Linked DNA regions of Mus musculus: region 2 is linked to region 1. A link is a contact called in public Micro-C data. All regions are on one chromosome and are shown on one strand. Each heading gives the region's core, a stretch centred on a gene start, on an enhancer-like site or on the middle of the called end of the contact. The rest is flanking DNA. Distances are from core to core; before and after follow the strand shown.

Region 1 (4,114 bases), core at 54-2,553:
CTGGCGGAGGCTGCGCAGACCCCGAGGCCAGGAAGGCTGCCGGGGAGGTGGAAGACGAGGGTACCGAAGAGCTGGGGGCCGACGCGGAGACCCAACCCAGCAGCACTAGCGCCAGCCTTGCCAACCTCAGCCGTCCGTCCCCGGCGGAGGGGCCCCGGGAGCCCGCCCCAGGCATCGCGGCTCGCGGTTCCCCGGAGCTGGGACAGCGCCCGCTCCGAAGACTCGACCGCCTGGGCCCGGCGGGCGCGAGCCGGCCGCAAGCGTCGACGGCAAACTTTCCTCGCGTGGGAGCAGAGGAGGGGACGCCAAAAGCTGGAACTTGGCTAACCCCGAGCCACCGGGCGTCCCCCTCCCGGAGCGGCACCCCGCCCTTCCCTCCAGTGAGTACGCACGGCGGGTCGGGACACGGGCCTTGGCGCTCCTCCTCCCGCCGCAGCTGGGGTGGGTGGCACCTCCTCAACTCCTTTGTTGGCGCCTCTCTCAGGGCAGGATCGGATGAGCGACCTGGGACAAGCGGGAGAGAAGCGTGAGGAGGAGTGACGGCCGCAGCTCCCCGAGTACGAACCAAGTAGTCCCCACACTAGCAACCCGGCCCAAGCTTCTGTGTGCGTCCTTCCTCCCTAGTGGGACGCGGTCCCCACTCCCAGGCGCTAAGCCTACCTCTTCCGGGCCCACACCATCAGGACCCGGGCCACCTCCCGCCTGGCTCCTGCCCGGATTGCCCTCCTCCCGCCTAGAACTTCACGCAGACCCCGCGGTGTCCAGCGAGCAAACTTCTCCTTTTTCCGGATCCCAGCTCCTACCGCCCCGGCCGACCACCTGCCTTCCGGGGTCCCCGCCCCCGCCGCTCCTCCCCCTCCCACCTTGGGATGAGAGCGAAGTTTCGGGTTACGGGACTCTTAAGAGCTTTTTTTTTTTTTTGGTACCTCCTTGGATTAGTGTGAAAAGGGGAGCAGAGCCGTACAGCTGTCGCCTACTCTCGACTCCCCAGTTCCTGGCCACCCAGCTCCCCGATCCCGAGAGGATCCAGACATCTCCAGAAAAACGGAGGGAACCCGCCAACAAAGCGGCCGTGGGACCGTGGGCGGTGTGGCAGCCAGGACCCCCCCCCCCCCGGCTCTCTTCACGCCCTAGTATAGAAAGGAACCCTGGTCCCGCCTCCAGGCTCCAAACCTGGCCGCTCGGTCCCCACTGCTCACCTCCGCACCCCGCGCCTGCAAAGCCAACTCCGAGGGCCACCCGAGTCCACGCGCCTTCCCAGCTCCTGCTGCGGGCGCCGACTCTCCTCTCAACCCCAGCCCCTGGCCCAACCTCCACGGCTGGGAAAAACCAAGCCGGGGGGCGGGGGAGGGCCAGGGCTGCAGGAGAGATCGCCGCCGCGCTGGCCACCTCTGCTGCCCCAGGTAGGGGCTTCAGGGAGGGATACGAGGGGCAACCTAGGCTGGGCGACTCCCCTAGGCGGAGATAAATGAGCAACGCATCCCGAGAAGGTGAGGGATTCCCCTTCTGTTCCCCCTCCCCGGCATCCTTTGGTGGTTCCGTATTTTGCATAGCGTATTTACCTCGGACAGAAACAAAACCGCTGGTGGACCTCTTGGAATTCACGCTGCTTCTGGCACCGCTGGCAGTGAGGAGAGGGATTTAAGCGTGAGCAAAGCAGCAGTAGAAGAAGGAGCTGCACAGGTTACATCCGCCGCGGCAAACGCCTGGGTTGTGAGGGAGATTCAGAAAGTCTCCTCTCTCGTGGCTCGGTTTGGCTGGCAACTTCAGTTTATGAGGTAGTTAGTTAATGCCTTCCTACCTGTGCCGCCCCCGCACGTCTAGGGTAGTTATCAAACTTGTAAAGACAGTCAACTTTAAAGTGGGGGAGGGTTACTGGAAAGGACACTCATTCTTGATTCATTATGGGTGGTTTTTTCCCCCCTCCTCTCAAAATTAAAACCAGAGGGAAGAAAATTGCAGCTAAAACACCCCAGAAACAAAAGCAAATTGCAAAGACGTGAGTCACCCGGAAAGCTCCCTACACCAGATGCGGTGCGTTGTGTCAGCACAAGTCACTTACGCAGGGAGCGCTCGCGGCGGGAGGTGGGCGGGCTGACCTGGGAAAGAAGTTTGTCCCAAAGTCTGTCTCCCAGGGGGCGCTGGCAGGCGCCGGATGATGGATTAGGGAAACGACTGGAATGCTTATAGGACCAATGTCATTAAGTCTGGAGAGAGTTGGAGTCCCGAACGCCCTCTCATTGCTCTCTCAAAAAGTCTTATCTGCTTTTCCTCAGTCAAATTTTCCCCAAGTTAAAAGGTGTGGGTGATTACAGACTATTTCATTTTAGAGAGAGAAACGATAGGAGAGATAAGGCTGGGAAAAAGAAGACCCAGTATAATAAAAGTATCAAGTTAAGGAAGCCGGGGATTGTTCCCCACAACATGCATCATGACTGTGGCGGTCCAATTCTGAGTCTATGGCTGTTTCTTTCTGTGGAAAGATAGTCCACAGAAACACCAGCCAAAATGGCCCAGGAAAAAAAGCTGCAGAGCCTGGAGACTGCAGAGATTTGTGCAAAAAGACAGTTTCATTAATTTGCATCTTCAGCACATTTATCTAAATCCCTTTCTCTTATTTTTAAAAGTGTTTTGCAGTATAAATGTGAAAAGCTTTGAGGGGAAAAAAAAACCGACTCAGAAGCTGAAGTCATATGTATGGCAATCATGACGATGGTTATGTAAACCCATACACGTGCTAAAACTCGTAAGACTGTACGCCGAAAAGGGCAATTTTACTGCCTACGTTTGTAGTAAAGTAAATGGCACGGGAAGAATTTTTCTGATCTTCTGGTGTGGTCTTAAATGGTTCTGTCAAAAGAGCAAGTGCTCTTGTGACCTAGCTTTTTAGCATTAAAAAAAAAAAAAAAAAAAAAAAAGTATTCTCATCTCATCTCAACATATACCTCAGAGGCAAGATACACTGTAGCATTGGGACGATCGTCCTGAATCCTTCCTGTTCAGCTTGCCAAACAAGCAAGCAAACAAACAAACAAAAAAGACTATGAGCTAGTGTGATCTGGGGTCAAATGTTTTCTACTTGCCTAGTCATGCCACTTAATAACAATTACCCAATTTTACTCTGCATATCACAACCAAGATAAATCTTCTCACCAGATTTACCCATGAGAAAGCAGGCATGCTGGTATAGAACAATGTCAAGTGGAAGGTGGAGATGGAACCAGGACAAACTTACCTGCTTTTCATGTCTTCCCATTCCATGTCTAGGCCAGATGAAGAGATTTGTGCAAAGTCTCAATCTTTGGATATATTCAGCCTTCAGCCAAAGGGTGGTGATGAATGCATCCAATACACACACACACACACACACAAAGATGTTACAGACTTAGTTAAAACATGAGATTCTTATTTTGTAACCCAATTGTATGGTTTTCCCATGTGAACTTTATGCTGACAGCATCACCATCCAGGCAGGCCTGAGGGAGCCAAATAAGCAACACACCTGAGTGTCTTTCAGCTTCCCTCTGCAGTTCACAGCTACTTAGAACTAGAAGCAGAGGCATTTATAGCTCCAACACTTACACAGGGACCGCTGTTCTGATACTAAATCTGTAAAATGGAGCCACAAGTACAATTCAAAAGATCTCCACGAGAATTGAGATGGCACTTATCAATACCATCTGTTGTCATTCTCTCTCTAATTAATCTCCCTCCAGTTATCAATTATAATTTATTTCCATAACCATGTTAGTGATAGCAGTACAGGGTAAGCAAAGGTCTCCATAAAGCAGAATATTTAAGAAATGAAAGTACAACACACAGTGTTAGCTTTAATTTCAGTTAAACACTCAACAGTGTGGTGTTACCCACAAGTTCACTTGGGTCTTCCCGCTTTAATTAACCTAATCTAGACAACCCCTCTCAGAGCTGGACAGAGTCTTGTTTTTCTAGTTGATTCTAGATTCCTGTTAAGTGGATATTAATCATCACATCTCCACCCTTTGACACCCAAACACATTACTTCTAAACCTGAGCCTTCTTCCACTTAGCTGCATTGGCACACAGGTACCCCATAATGCAGAAACAGATTCCATCCAACTTCAAAAGGCTGTAT
Region 2 (4,368 bases), core at 530-3,029, 1.0 Mb before region 1:
GTTCCTAGATGGCTAAACATATGGAATTGGCTGTTGATGAGTTTTGTTGTTATGCAATGTGCCTCTTTCTTCCCATTAACATCCCTACTATAAAGTCTACCTTAGCTAATACCAATACGGCTACTCCAGCTCTTTATCAGATATGCTGAGTTCTCGTTTACTTGCAATAAAATTCACCAATTCTATGTGTCCAAATTCATACTGTTGTTATCGACCACCTTAGTCATGATATAAACCTTTTCTATCATTTTAAATAGTTTTTCTTTTGAAGTCAGTCCCCAGTCCTGAACCTTGGCATCTGGTGTATTTTCTGTCTTGAACTTAAACCTTTCTTACTCTGTTACATAAATGGATCAAAATAGTAAATAACGTCCTGGTGATTTGGCCTCTTTCATGAAGCATCGTATGTTCTCAAATTCATCCATGTTGTTCATTTCTGTCTTGTTATTGCTAAGTAGTATTCTGTTGTGTGGATATGCCATGTTTTCTTTAGCTATTTATCAATAGACTGGTTTTCCTCCAGTGTGGGGCCATTATATAAGCTGCTACTAATTTTGAGTGAAAGTTTAAAGAGAAAAATGTGTGTGTCTGGTTCCCCCCCCCCCCAATTGGGTAAATACTGTGCAGGACTGCGGGGGTCATATAGTAATACGTACATAACTTTTTGGTGGTGGTCTTGATCTTTCTTTCTTTAGTCAACAAGGTTTCTAATTGCTGCTGCTGGGATCAGCCCCAGCTGTTAGGAAGTTATGATTGGGTATTGAACACCGGACCAAGAGAAAAACTACAAGGCAGAACCTTGATGTGTGTAAGTAGGCGTATATGACCTTGGGGGACTGAACAGAGGTCACCTGTGTAAAGCCAGAAAATATGTCAGGGAAGTACCTAAGGGAACTTCTGATCTTAACCGTGGGAATTTAAAAGAATAGTTAAGACAATGACCTTTACAAATGTCAACTCATGAAATTATTAACCGACTCCAATCCCATGCAAATAACACTCGACATTCAAATAATATAAGACGTTCCGACATATTTAAATGGCAAAAATTACAGTTTAAGGGTGCAAATGATTACAAGACGAGTGTAATCTGGCATTCAGCTAATTGCTTTGCTACTTGTCTATACCGCATACCTCAGTATTGCTTTAAGGCTAAAGCGGCTCGAATTACCTGCCCACTCGGCTCCCCGTTGTAACTGAGACTAGTGGAGCAGCCTCAAGGAGCTGAGGGTGCACAGGTAACGGTCGCGTGGCCACAGAATCTGACATTTCAAATCGCCCTGCCCATCTGGGCCTCTACTGCCGAGGACAGGCCAGCTAGTCACAGGCACGCTTCTTAGGAGAAGGGGCTGGGCTCTGTTGGCAGCGCACGCTGCCGCCCTTGCCTCGGCCTTCACAGCCCTCCCTCTCCCCAGGCCCACGCCCGCGGCGATCCCCGAGCATCCTGCAGTTGCCCGGCAGGTATGCGCGGCGCGCGCGCACCAGGTCCGCCCGGGGACGCAGCGGGTGCGCGCGGGGACGCAGGGCGCGCGCAAGAACGCAAGCCATAGAGCCGCGGCGCCCCTCCGGTCCCACCCCCTCCTCCGCCGTCGCCCGCCAGGGATGCTCGCGTGCGGCCCTCCTCCCGTTTAAAGCCGCGGCTCCGAGGGGGGCGGCGAGCAGGAGCGACAGGGAGGGGGCCGCTGGCGTTCTGCAGAGGACTGGCCCGGGTTCGTCGGCTGCCGTCACCTGACTCGTCGCAGGCGCTCCAGCTGAGGTGGGGGCGGGGATGGGGACGCTGCGCCGAGCGCTAGAGAGACGCGGCGGCGCTGGCGGAGGCGGCGGCGGGTGGGGACCGCGGGGACCGCGGAGCTGAGACAGGGGCCGGGCCGGGGCTACAGGCATCGCGGCCCGGGGACACCAGGGCGGTGCGTGTCTGCACTCAGCTACCTCGCGCGGCGTCCGGGCTGCGGTGCTCCTGGGGCGGGGTGAGTACGCTGGGCCGCACGGGTCCCCTCCCCTGCTCCAGGACCCGGGGATTCGAGGGATAATCCTAGGGCGCGGAGAAGGGCAGAGGCGGCCGGGTGACAGCTCGGTGGCGCTTTAGCGGCCGGGCGGGGCCTGGGCTGTCCGCCCTCTGAGATCCGACTGGAGAAGGGTGAGGCGCATCGCGGCTCAGGGCGGCCCGACTATAGGGATGGAGGGCGAGGGAAGAGGAGTCGTTGCTGCCGCCGCAGCCCCAGGACAGAAAGGAGGTGGCCGCGGCCCTGCGGTGCTGTGGGAGACACGTTGCGGCTCGGGGCAGCGAAAGGTGCGCGCTTCTGGGCGCGGCGTCCGGGGTAACCCCGACGCGCACCGGGTCTCGCACCACCGAAAAGGGTTGCGCGGACAGTGCTGCTTGACAGGGGGCGAAGCCGGGATGTGGTGACCGCTTCAGGGTGTGGGAAAGCGGGACCGTGGCACGATGCAAGGACTACCCTGCGGGTGGCTGACAGCCCTGGACCTCGATGGACCAACTGGGCTTGGCGCGCCGCTGGTCCCAAGAGGCGGTGCCAGGGCGGGGTCGGCGGAGGAGAGAACCGCCGAGCGGAGGGAGCAGGCAAGGCCGGGCGCTCCAGCTAAGGCGGTGCGGGTGAAAGCCGGACCATCTCCTCTTATTTCCTGCAGAAGAGGAGGCGGTAGACGCGGCCGGTGAAGATGTCGGGCCAAACGCTCACGGATCGGATCGCCGCCGCTCAGTACAGCGTGACTGGCTCTGCTGTAGCAAGAGCAGTCTGCAAAGCCACCACTCATGAGGTGATGGGCCCCAAGAAGAAGCACCTGGACTGTAAGCATCCTTTTATATAAGCGGGACATGCGCGTGACCATAGGGGCTCAAAGGCCGGCGGCATGGCCTTGGCAGTCTGTAATACTGCCAGAAGCCTTGGGAACTGGCTCACCATCGAGTCGATCCTGAGATCCTGAGCTCCTGCCTCTGGCCTTGGAGGTGTCCCCTTGAATAGGCCCTGAAACCTTGTCTATCGAGCCGTTTTTTTCTTCTGATGACCTCCAAGAGCCTAGAGGAGGGAACACACACACACACACACACACACACACGGTTGCATAAAAGTGTACATTTGGGCTACATCCTTTTAATCATTTTTTTTCTCCACTCTCTGTTAGGTTAAAGGAAATGAGGGGTGGTAGGGTCACAATGGGGAGACAGAGAGATTGATGGGTGGGTGGATGGCCACTCTTGACACTAATTTCTTAAGAGCATTTTGGATAATCGTAAAATCCTGCTTTTTCCTCTGCTGCTACTCAGAATTTGTGTGTGAGTGTGGGGGAGTGCGCGCGTGTGTCATATGTCACTACACTGAGCCGAACTGAAATAAATCCAAGCTATTGAATGAGCAGATAATGGCGATTTCATTCTGAACATCTTGGCACACTTCCTTTGTCCTGTTCTCAGAAAATGCTGGGTGGGATAACTGGTCAGCTCACAAAATGAATGTCCTCTCCTCTTTAGAGGTGGTACAGTTTTAGATGAAAACATAATATTTAATACATAATATTTCCCATGATCATTGGCTCTCCGGAGAAAGCTTTATTCTGGTTGGGGAGCTGTATGTTTCTGAAGTTTTTCATGCTGTTAGTATAGTTAGTCTTTTGCTACTGGAGGGGAAAGTGATACTTAGAAAGACTTTAACCTGCTTTAGGCAGTGAGTATCCCCCAAGACTATCCCAAATAGTATTCTACAGTCTCTCTACATCTGTTTGACCTGCTTAGACTCCTCTGCCCTTTGTTGGTGCTCATTGTTAAATGTCACTCTTGGCACAGAAACACATTTGCCCGTGCTCATATTCCCACCTCACTGTCTTGACCTCTTTTGGTTTGTTGGGGGGTTTTTTTTGTTTGTTTGTTTGTTTTATTTTTATATTTTATTTTCTTCAACCCTTCTTCTGTCTCTTGTGTTGCCAAGAAAATGGCAACCCCACCATTCCAGTTAGCCCCAGCCCTCTCCTTTGCCATGAGCAGAGCTTGAGGAAGCTTGCAACTGGGCTCTGTCAGAGCTGTCACACGGCATTGGAGACTTTTCTGTCTAGAAGTTTATCTGAGGGGGAGACATTATTACGTTTTTCCTGAGGGAATGTTTAAGAAAATTTATTGATTACAGTATAATGTGTTACACATTGAGTACCAGGTAAGAGAGGCTCTCAGGGCCAAGACACCTAACAGGAGTAGGAATTATAAATTCATGACCAGCTCCTTTTGCTGCAGCATGCTGAATCATTTAGCCATCTTTCCATCAGTTTCCCCAACTCTGGGAGGCTGACTCACGGTTCTGTCAACCTAGAAAATGTTCACGACCAAAGCTGTTCAGGTGACAGATTTGCTTTTGATGATAG

Evidence for each region. Hi-C and Micro-C count contacts between places; a contact is called where the count stands out from the background.
Region 2: a contact with region 1 is called in a Micro-C map of embryonic stem cells, with 5 times the contacts expected there. The contact joins the promoter of Snap91 here to the promoter of Tpbg in region 1. A contact is called at or near these places in 2 of 39 promoter capture datasets (cranial neural crest and embryonic stem cells), 2 of 484 Hi-C or Micro-C datasets (both in embryonic stem cells), 1 of 115 datasets of contacts at active chromatin or transcription factors (astrocytes) and 1 of 9 other capture datasets (liver).

What each region holds. Positions count from the first base shown.
Region 1 is chr9:85,840,041-85,844,154 of GRCm38.p6, reverse strand. It overlaps Tpbg (trophoblast glycoprotein), which reads right to left and starts at 1,303. Exons shown (of 2, transcript NM_001164792.1): 1 at 1,200-1,303; 2 at 1-504. The coding sequence starts at 175. It overlaps LOC115487186 (a long non-coding RNA gene), which reads left to right and starts at 475. Exons shown (of 2, transcript XR_003948199.1): 1 at 475-557; 2 at 940-2,813.
Region 2 is chr9:86,877,860-86,882,227 of GRCm38.p6, reverse strand. It overlaps Snap91 (synaptosomal-associated protein 91), which reads left to right and starts at 1,779. Exons shown (of 30, transcript NM_013669.2): 1 at 1,779-1,967; 2 at 2,647-2,806. The coding sequence starts at 2,677.